3 separate regions of the Callithrix jacchus genome follow, and all the other regions are linked to region 1. The links are chromatin contacts, called in public Hi-C maps. All regions are on one chromosome and are shown on one strand. Each heading gives the region's core, a stretch centred on a gene start, on an enhancer-like site or on the middle of the called end of the contact. The rest is flanking DNA. Distances are from core to core; before and after follow the strand shown.

Evidence for each region. A called contact is a pair of places that touch in the nucleus more often than the background predicts.
Region 2: a Hi-C map of induced pluripotent stem cells shows a contact between it and region 1, with 2.0 times the contacts expected there. The contact joins two enhancer-like sites. A contact is called at or near these places in 2 of 3 Hi-C or Micro-C datasets (induced pluripotent stem cells and skeletal muscle).
Region 3: a contact with region 1 is called in a Hi-C map of induced pluripotent stem cells, with 1.9 times the contacts expected there. The contact joins the promoter of LPGAT1 here to the enhancer-like site in region 1. A contact is called at or near these places in 3 of 3 Hi-C or Micro-C datasets (induced pluripotent stem cells and skeletal muscle).

The regions. Positions count from the first base shown.
Region 1 is chr19:16,844,317-16,847,701 of calJac240_pri, reverse strand. No RefSeq gene overlaps it. Among named protein-coding and RNA genes, the nearest start is that of NEK2, 18 kb to the right of the region's middle. Within about 2 kb of position 1,536, at least 3 of the 16 cell types and tissues checked have an H3K27ac peak or open chromatin away from gene starts, as enhancers often do.
Region 2 is chr19:17,071,684-17,075,068 of calJac240_pri, reverse strand. It overlaps the pseudogene LOC118149555. Among named protein-coding and RNA genes, the nearest start is that of LPGAT1, 97 kb to the right of the region's middle. Within about 2 kb of position 1,543, at least 2 of the 16 cell types and tissues checked have an H3K27ac peak or open chromatin away from gene starts, as enhancers often do.
Region 3 is chr19:16,975,051-16,978,435 of calJac240_pri, reverse strand. LPGAT1 (lysophosphatidylglycerol acyltransferase 1) reads left to right here and starts at 1,829. Exons shown (of 9, transcript XM_078356617.1): 1 at 1,829-2,015; 2 at 2,257-2,404; 3 at 3,279-3,385. The coding sequence starts at 2,333. It also overlaps the pseudogene LOC118149555.

The DNA.
Region 1 (3,385 bases), core at 287-2,786:
TGAGCCATTTATGTCCAGAATTTTTGACAAACAAAGCAAGACGAAACAACCAATCCCACAAAAAAAAAAGCAAGACAAAAAACAACTAGCCAAACCACCAAACCAAGCAAGCCCTAGGCTTCACTGTTTTGGGATGCACTGAGTCACACTGAGTCATGCCTGTGCCTGATGTTCTAGAAGAGTTCGGTTTCCTCTCCAGGCAATCAGTTATGTGATAAAGAGGTGTGGAATACTTGGCAATGATTTAAAACCCAATCTCAGTTTGGTCCCACCTTGAGATCTGTTCTTTTTTTGTTTGTTTGTTTGAAGACAGAGTCTCTATCTCCCAGGCTGGAGGGCAGTGCTGTGGAGCAATCACAGCTCACTGCAGCCTGGACCTCCTGGGCTCAAGAGATCCTCCTTCCTCAACTCCTGTGAGTAGCTGGAACCACAGGTGTGTGTCACCCGGTCCAGCTAATTTTAAACTTTTTTGTAGAGACAGGGTCTCACTATGTTGCCCAGACTGGTCTCAGACTCCTGGGATTAAGCGATCCTCCTGCCTGGGCCTCCCAAAGTGCTGGGGAGATCTGTTCATTCTTAATGGAAAAATGCTTGGTGCTTTATATGCCAAATAGTGTCACAATTGGCCCTGTTTTAGTCCAACAGAGAAAAAGGCAAAAATTACACATTTCAGCAGACCTGGTACATTTGATAGCTTAAATTGACATAAAAATTGTCTTCTAAAACTAAGATAAAATGGGGATAGTGGTATTTCCTCATGGAGTTGTGGGAAGGTGTGGAGTGAGATTCACATGCAAAGAGTTTGCACAGTGCCAGGCACATCCAGGACATTGATGGGTGAGAGTCCCTAGTGTTGGGACTATTGCTGGGGTGGGAGTGGTCTGTGCCACCAGCAGGGAAGGAGGGCAGATGAGCCTTCCAGAATGTACTCCTCAGAACCTGGATCCTAAGTCTGTTTGCACGCATGTGCCCTGTGTGTGTTCTCTGCCGGGGCATTGGCAGACAGAGAACCTTGTCCACGTGAAGCACTCAGGGAATCATGGCTGGCTAAAGGCAGAGCATAAGGCGGAGATCATCTGCACCACCCACACCACATAGAAAGGAGAGCTGAGCCTCCGAGAAGGGGAGGGAAGGTCCACAGCCGCAGGGTCACAACTTCCTAGGAAGCTGGGGCTGGAGTCAGGCCCCTGACCTGCCCTCTCTGTCGCTGTGGCCCGCGCTGTGCTCCCCAGGCAGCCCCCCAGCCGCACCGCCTTCAGTCTCATTTGGCCTAACGGGAAGTGGGTGCGGGGTCGTCCAGCCCCTGGAAGCTCACCTCTAAAGGCCCAAGGGTACCGTAGAGGCGGGGGTGGAGGAGGGGGGCGGCGGCTGTGGCCACAAAGGCCTCCAGGAGGAGCTTTCACGACACTTCATGGGAAAAAGTCCCACAGCCCTGGACTGAGCCTTCATCTCACCTGGGCTCGCCTCAAAGTCAGAGCAGGCGGGGTGGGGCGGGGGCTGAAACTGATGTGCAGAGTGAAGGGCTCCGAGCAAACACTCCCAGGCCTGGGCCAATAGGCCCCATGGCACCTTCGGGAACATCTCTGTCCATGTAAAGCTGCAGTCTGCTGTTACTGGTTCAGCTACGGGGCCAATATTTCTATATTCGGACACTGCGCAGCCTTTAGGTCTCCCAAGGGTTTGCGTTCCCCGGAGTCCAGACTCATAATCCACACCTCCCTCCCCCTGCAAAAAAGAGCATGCCCAGGTAGGTGAGCGGCGGGGCTGTCCCGGGTCTCCTTCAGCGCCAGGAGGGAGAGTGCGCCCCCACCTGGCGACAGTCAGGATGGCCGCAAGAGGCCAGGGCTGAAAGAGGGCAGGAGCCTCTCCTGTTGGTCTTGTCCCTGGGTGTCCGTCAGAACCACCCGGGACATCCCCAAATTACAGAAACCTGGACCCTCACCACAGACCCTGAATCAGGAAGTACGAGGTGTGCCCCAGGCATTAAAAAAACAAAAAACAAGGGCTTCTGATCTCAACCCAAATTGAGAACTGCAGGGTGTTAAGATCAGAAATGAGATGTCACAGATGGCTTCTAGCTAATAATAGTTAAGATGCCAACACCTGTGAATCATTTGTCATTATTTGTAAATTAGAGGCCTGTGGCAGCGGCTCACGCTGTAATCACAGCACTCTGGGAGGCTGAGGCAGGAGGATCACTTGAGCTTGGGAGCTTGAGACCAGTCTGGGCAACATGGTGAGACTCTGTCTCTACTAAAAATAAAAGCAAATTAGCCAGGCCTGGCAATGAGCACCTGTATCCCAGCTACTGGAGAGGCTGAGGTGAGGGACTGCTTGAGCCTGGAGGTCAAGGCTGCAGTGAGCTGTGATTGCTCCACAGCACTCCAGCCTAGGCAAAATTGAGATCTTGTCTCAAAACACACACACACACACACACACACACGGATGTATCATTAGAGCAGATTTGAGGCCATTCCTCTAACTCTCTCTTTCCCTTGCATTCTTGGAGAGTCAAGTCCAGTGTGGGGGCTCTGCAGCGCAATATAAGCCTGCAGTCCTCTGGAACCTTGCTGGAGACTGTCGCTGCCCTCTGCCCCCAGTTAGGATGGTTTCAAATTGGTCTAGCCTAGTGCTTTATTGGCTTCCCAAAAACTTTGGGCTAAGTTCAAGTGTGGGACTCCCCTGGAAGTACGCCTCAAAAGCAGATGCCGTCCACACTGTTTCTCAGCAGGAAGTTGCCCCACCCCAGCACAGCTGTTCTCCACTGTGACACGCACAGGAGCCCTGTGCTGAAGAGCAGATTCTGATGAGCAGGGCCGGGTGGGGCCTGAGAGTCTGCGTCTCTAACAAGCTCCCAGGAGACATCTTGCTGCTCTCCAAGGCCCACATGTGAGGGTCTACACCACTTACTGACAGAGCTGCTCTAGCTATGACCAGCTGTAAGGGCTTCCGAAGAGGAGCTCCATAGCTAAGCTGACCAACCCTCCTGGTTTGTGTGGTGCTGAGGGGTTTGCCCAGACTTGAAACCTGGGATGGTCCCAGGGAAACCAGAATTCTTGGTTACCCTGTGCAAAGACATGGGCCAATACAGTTAATTTAGGTAAAGCCTTGACACAGACATCTGAGAAAGGCTCAAGAATGCTTACAAAGGAACAAACAAGGTGTTATAATCTAGTGTAGAAAAAATACTCTTGAAGTACAGAGGGGGCCAGGCACAGTGGCTCATGCCTGTAATCCCAGCATTTTGGGAGGCTGAGACAGGCAGATCACCTGAGGTCAGGAGTTCAAGACCAGCCTGGCCAACATGGTGAAAAGCCATCTCTACTAAAAATACAAATATTAGCTGGGCATGGTGGTGGGTGCCTGTAATCCCAGCTACTTGGGA
Region 2 (3,385 bases), core at 294-2,793, 230 kb before region 1:
CTGAACTCTGAGCAGTGGAGGGGTTGGAGCAGGGCCTGCTAGTATCACAGAGGCCCACTGTGGTTCTCGAGTGCAGCTGAGGCTCTGAACTGAGGGCTGAGGTAGGAGGGAGTGGGCAGTGACTAAAATTTGCAGGAAAGTTTTTTTTTTTTTTTTTTTTTTTAAGAGTACTTATCTATCTCTTTCCTCCTAGTTATTCTCACCCTCCTCCAGCAGCAGCCTCCTCTTGGTCAGAATTTAGAATATGTTGTTGCTTTGGATGGCTGGGGTTGTAGTTTCTAGCTAGGTTCTTTCCTGTTCATCTTTCCTCTCTCTTGGCCCTTCTTTTTCCTGGAATATCTACTATGTGCAAGGCATTATGTATATGTGTAGGAGGTGCAGAATCCCTGCCCCCAGGAAGCTTCCAAATGTTGTCACCTATGTTAGGGTGCTCAGTGAGTGTCCATGGTGCCAAGATCTAGCTGAGGTGGCAAAGTGGCACTGAAGGAGACTTGAGCAGGGCACACATTATTTGCATTGACTGAGGAGGTATATGAAACCTGGAAGACCCTGTGGAATGTGGAGTGAGCAAGGAAGACACCAGGGAAAAGAAACACAAAGAGGCTGGGTATGGTGGCTCACATCTATAATCTCAGCACTTCGGGAGGCAGGTGGATCATCTGAGGACAGGAGTTTGAGACCAGCCTGGCCAATATGGTAAAACCCAGTTTCTACTAACAATACAAAAATTAGCTGGGTGTGGTGGCGGATGCCTGTAATCCCAGCTACTTGGGAGGCTGAGGTAGGAGAATCGCTTGAACCCGGGAGGTGGAAGTTGCAGTGAGCTGAGATCCTGCCGCTGCACTCAAGCCTGGGCAACAGAGCAAGACTCTGTCTCAAAAAAAAAAAAAAAAGCCAGAGGTGGCCTTCAGTTTCCCACCACTGCAGTCCAGCCCGATTCCAGAGCCAGCTATGAAGCTCGTATCCAAGGCTTCTGCTCTTGCTTGGGCCATCTGTTAGCTTGTGTTTTCCCCTCATACCCCTAGCCCCTATGTCTTTTCATCTACGGATTCTGCAACAAGCTTTGGACCACAGGATTTCCCACTGGGTGGCTGGACCTGTGACAGGTAACCTTGGAAGCTTTCCAAGGCCATGTTTTCTAAAGATGGTAAAAGAAGGCCCAGCTGGGTTCCCGTCCTAAATTCCCTGAACTGCCCTTGTGTCTTCATACTGCAGTGAGATATTCATCTTTGTGCTTTTTTTTCAGGAAAGACATGATCTTCCCCCTCAGAGGCACCCACAAGGCCCTGAGGAGAAATGGAGGGTTAAAGCAACAAGACAAAGACAAAACCAATGTTCAGCCTTTTCAACATCTGAAATAAAATATTGAGCATAGAAAGAGAGATTTTTGCTGTAACAATAGACGAGAAAAAACAGTGGGATGACCATGGCCACTTTGGACATGCTGACTTTCTCGTTGCTCCCTGAACCCCTGTACATTGCCCATCTCTGGGCCTTTCTCTGTGCTTGGCTCTCAGCATGCAATGCACTTCCCCAGCTCTGCCCAGCAAGCTCCAGCCTATCTCCTAAGATTTACCCAAGTCAAAAGTCCTCCTCTCCAGGAAGCAGGAAGAATACCCTGAAGGCCCCGGGGCTGAGGACTACCCTCGCCTTCTGTTCTGGTCTCTAGTAAAGCACTTGGCTTCTTATATCTTTATAACCTTCTGCTTACTTATCTGTCTCCTCTTCTAGACTGTAAACATTTAAAGGGAGGGATTGGGGGTTCGTCTTTGCCTGATTGGTGTTCAATATGGTGGCTAGCACATGGTAGGCAATCAAGAAAATTTATCGAATGCAAAATTCAGTTTCAAATGACCTAGCTTTCATGCAGTTTCTGGTCTGAGCCTTGTCACTGAGAACTGGTTGTAAACACAAGAGCTATTGTCCAACCAATTCCTGGGTGTGGCTAGAAATGGCGTAGGCTAGTTCTCAGTCCTCAACTCAACAGCAGGTGCCCCTAAGCCATACTGCAAAGGAACCAGCATTCCCTGCCATGCACTGAAGCAGACTTACAATTCTGCAATCAATGCCAGATAAGCAATGTAACCTGGGCACTGAAGCTTGGCTCCTTTGTGACCAAGGTGAAGCTTTATCATCCCTGTCTCTGGGCTTCATGTTCTCCATCTGTTGTGAGGTTGTAGGTTCTAATTAGAAAGCTCTTAGAGATTCCTGAAAGGACTGTTATTGTACTGCAGCACAAAGAGTATTATGTCAGGGTAGTATAAGAGCACAGCAAATAATGTGAACGAGGAAATAATAAGGGCACTTATTCCCAGAAGCATATTGATTTAAACCACAAAGGCTCCTTGGAACAGGGCTCAAGAATTATAAAAGCCTGAGCAATCAGCAACCCCTGTGGGAGGGGAGCCCATGCCAGGCAATTGCTGGAGAGTTCATTTGGTTGGTTTGGCAGGCCAATTTTGTCCCTCAGGTGTTCTTGCTTTGGTAAAATTTCCCTGCTGTAATGAGCCCAGCCTACCTGCTGAGTTCTAGGGAGAAAGGACCATTATTTTCACATCCTTTGCATAAGAAGCAAAGAACTGGCCTTAGCACACAACTCAATTCACTTCTCATTCTCTGTTTGATGAAAACAGATCTCCAGATAATGGAAGCTGCATCATCACTTTTGCTTCTAAAATCTGCATAGCAGAAATGTCATCTGGGTCACACTCTGACCCAGCCATTGCTATCTCTGGACGGTAATTTGGGAAAACTAGTTGCTCTATGAATATGAAAAATAAAAAGTCACCTTAACAAATGCATCGTCCTGTAGTAGAAAAGCAGGTTTAAAACTGCTTCCAACAGCACAAAGGGCAGGGTCTGTAAGAAAAAAAGAGTGAAGGCACTAATTGCACAAAAATTTTAATTTAAAACTTGAAATCGGGGAGCACTGGCTCCATTTTTTTCTGGAGTTTGCACATCCCAGGGTAAAGAAATAAAACTTTAAATGGCAGAAAGCATGATAAGCCAAACTACAAGATAGAAAAATTATAGGGAATATATTTGCAGCATTCATAATAGATGTCAGAGTAATAGCTTTGGTATTTAAAAGTATTTACAAATCATTAAGAAAAAGACCAGTAACCAACACCGAAAATTAGACCAAGCACACAGAGAATCCACTAAAGAAAAAATACAAACAGCTAATGAACAGCTTAAAAAAAAAAAGTAATAATGTAGTTATGTGCAGTGGGCCTGCCTGTGGTCCCAGCTACTCAGGAGGCTGAGATGGGAGGAATTGCTTAAGCCCAGGTGTTAAAAGCTGTAATGCACAAAAATCACCTGTGAATAACCACTGCACTACACAGGCAACAGAGCATGACCTTTCTCCCCCGCCAAAAAAAGT
Region 3 (3,385 bases), core at 580-3,079, 130 kb before region 1:
AAACCAGACCTGCCCACACTTTGCTCTCTGGCTTTGGCCTTCAGAACTTTGAGAAAATAAGTTTCTGTTGTTTAAGCCACCCAGTTTACAAGTACTTTACTATGGCAGCCCTGACTAACACACATGAGAACAGTTATGATCAAATAATTTAAAATTATGAAGGGACTAGAAAAGAGTGTGGTCATCTCAGAATACCTCTAGGTCAGGATTTCTTAAAGCAAGGTCTGCATATTACCTGCATCAGAATCACCTATGATACTTTTTCAATAGCAGGTTCCTAGGTCCACTGGACCTAGAGTATTAAAATGTTCTAGTATGATGCCTAAGAATCTGTTTCTTTGGTAGACACCGCAAGTGCTGTTTTTGTAGACTAAAGAGCCAGAGGTCCTGCCTAACCTCTGGCTCTTTTCTGAGCCTGAAAATGAATTCTGGGCCTGGTACTAAATTACATTTCATCGGTGCTGCTGTGTCTGGTCCTCTGGCAGATGGTCCCTGATCCAGGAATCATGTGTAAATCCCATTGTAGGTTATCTCTCTCCAGGTGTCAGCCAACATTTACTGAACATGTGAGAAAGCTGAATGGGATGGACCAAATGGAATCCTTAGAGTTTATTCTTGATTCTGGAAATAAGTATGTGCCTCACCTATTTTACTTAAGAATTACATATTTTGAACAATATTCTAAAGTACATATATTATCACTCTCATGAGATTTATTTAAAGATCTTACTACCCTTGTCAATTAAGAGAGAATGCAAGGAATAGAATGAGGCATATCTTTCCTTCACCTGTGGACCTAAGAGGAAATGAAATTAGAGAAAGCTGAGAGTTCAGAGCAAACTCTGTGATGAATATTTTCAAAGTAGGCAGAATAGGTGGCATTCTGATTCAAATATGCCAGTTCCCTAGGGAGTGTAAAATCTGCCCTACCCCTATCCCCTCCATTTACAAATGAGATTAAGTGACATAAGGTTTTATACACAGGGTTTTTAAAAACTAAAATTTAGGTAGATCATTTAAGAACGTTCAAGTCGGTAGGTCAATAGACTATTTCTCTATTTTCCTTCAGGTGGTCCAGCCTTTGAGTCAGAATGCAGTGACAGGGACCTGTCTAGGAGTTCTCATGGCCACCGTTTTTTTTGTTTGTTTTCATTTTTTGGGGGGGGTGAATATTTACTTAATGCCAGGCACTTGGCTATTTCTTCCTTCTTGACTAACCAGATTTCAGTTTCTCTGTGTAGACTATTCATTCCCACTGAATTTCTTGGACGGGTGGTGGGGGAGGGGGCGGTGAATGGGAAAGTGGAATTGCCATTAATGTTCCAACTGCTTTCCTGAAACAAGACTTTTGACACTAAAAAGAATGAATTTAAAATACTAGACGATAATACTCTGCAGAGGTTAAGAAGAAAAGCCGTTAGTGCAACTGTGTTCCATTAAGAATGAAAAGAGGACATCTGGCCTTCCAGGAGACAGGTTCCTGGTCTGGGCAGAGAAGAGAGCCCTAACAATGAGAGGCGGCCGTGCTGGCTGAAAAGGGCTCGCAACTGCACCAAAGCACTCCCGGGGTGTGAGGGTGGGTGTTCAATCCCAGAGCTTTCCGAGCGGCTCTTCCCTCGGTATGTTCTGTACTCACCGAGGTCCTGGCCGAGCGTCCAGTTAGCCCGGAGGGGCCCGACTCGCAGGCAAAGGGGTCTGAGGCAAGGGCCAGGCGGGGCGAGCGGGCCAGGCGGCAGGGACCGCGCTTTCCTTAGAGGGCGCTGTGGGGGCGGCTCCGCCGCAGTCCCGACTCCCGCCGCTTCCTCCCGCCGCCCCTCCCCGCCACTCCGGGCGAACGCGGCCGGGCCCTTGGGGACCGAGTCTCGGCGCCGCTGGGGACCAGGCGCGAGCCGTGCCACAGCCGGAGAGGGGCTAGGGCCCCGCCGCCACCTTATTCCGCCGGCCACCTCGCCGGCCATGCATTCTTCCGGCTCCTCAGGCTCCCAAAGCCCGGGCCGGGGCCCGGCCAGCCCGAGGTAACCCCCGGCTCAGCGGTTGCAGGCCCGGGAGCGGCAACGGAACCGGGCCTGGGGAGGCGCTGGGGGCGGGGAATAGGTGTCGTCGTCGCGTGGCCCACAGAGGTGGCGGCGGCCTGAGGGACGAGGGCGCGGTAGGCCCCGGGGAGGAGGTGGGGGCGCGGGGCATCCGCCCGCCTCCCCGGGACCCGCCCCGGTGACAGGTCCGGCCTCTGAGTCCCCGCCGTCCCTCTGTCCGCAGGCAGCCGCGAGGGGAGTAGGGCGCCCGCGCACCCGCTCGCGCCGCGCCTCGGGCCGCCTGGGCCGCCGCCGCGTCAATGACCGCGACCCCTCGGCGGGGGACACCCGCCCCGGCGCTCCGCAGCCGCCCGCCATCCGCACCCGCCGAGGTGAGCCCGGCGCGCGGGCCGCGCCCGCCGCCACGACCCCTCCACATCCGCGGAAACCGCTGCCGGCTCCACCGGTCCCCCGCGCTGCGGTCGCCTCCTCTTCTCTGCTGCTTTCATCATCCCCCACTTCCCTGCCCTCTGGTCGGTGATCTGATTCTTTTCATCCCCGGTTCCTTGGCTTTTACCTCTGTTTGCCTTTTGCTCCCCTCCCCCTTCTCCTGTCCTTCCTCTTTTTCGCTTTATAACCCCCTACTTTCTTCCTCTCACCTTTTAAGCTTTTTTTCTGGGCCTCCTATTTTTTTTTTTCTTAAAAAAAAAAAAAAAAAAAAAGGAAAACAAAAATCCTATTGCTGCAAATGAGAATTTTGAGGGCAACTCTTCGCTAGCGCCGGAGACCTTTTAAAGGAATGCATCAGTTTGCAGGAATGGTGGTGGTGAGGGGACCGAGGTCCTCAGTATCTGGAAAATCTGATCGAGAGGACCCTGTTTCGGTTGTGTCACTCGTGTCTTCAGTTTGGAGATCCTGAGGGTATCTGAAGCGAGTGGATCTATTTTCTAAGTCCACATAGACGACTGCAGTGAGACGCGGTGCGGGGACGGCCGCCGGTTACTGAATGGGAATTGTGTTATCATTTGCTAAATATATTGTGACATACCCAGTGCCTTGGTTAACAGTTCCCTTGACCTTGTGCGGCTCCTCCTCCCTCGCTGTCTGTCCCTCCTCTGGAATCTCCCCTGAGATCACCGAGGTACTACAACATCCAGAAGCTTCAACCCTCGCTTTGTATTTTGTGCTAGGGACTATTTCCGTTGGTTACTGTTTAGATGTGTTTAATCCATTTTCCTTTTTAAATGAATTTTTCTTTTACCCTAGAAAGACAAGACGGACTCCAATGTGAGAATGGCTATGACTTTGGAAGAAGCTCCATGGCTGGGCTGGCTCTTGGTGAAAGCACTGATGAGGTTTGCCTTCATGGTCGC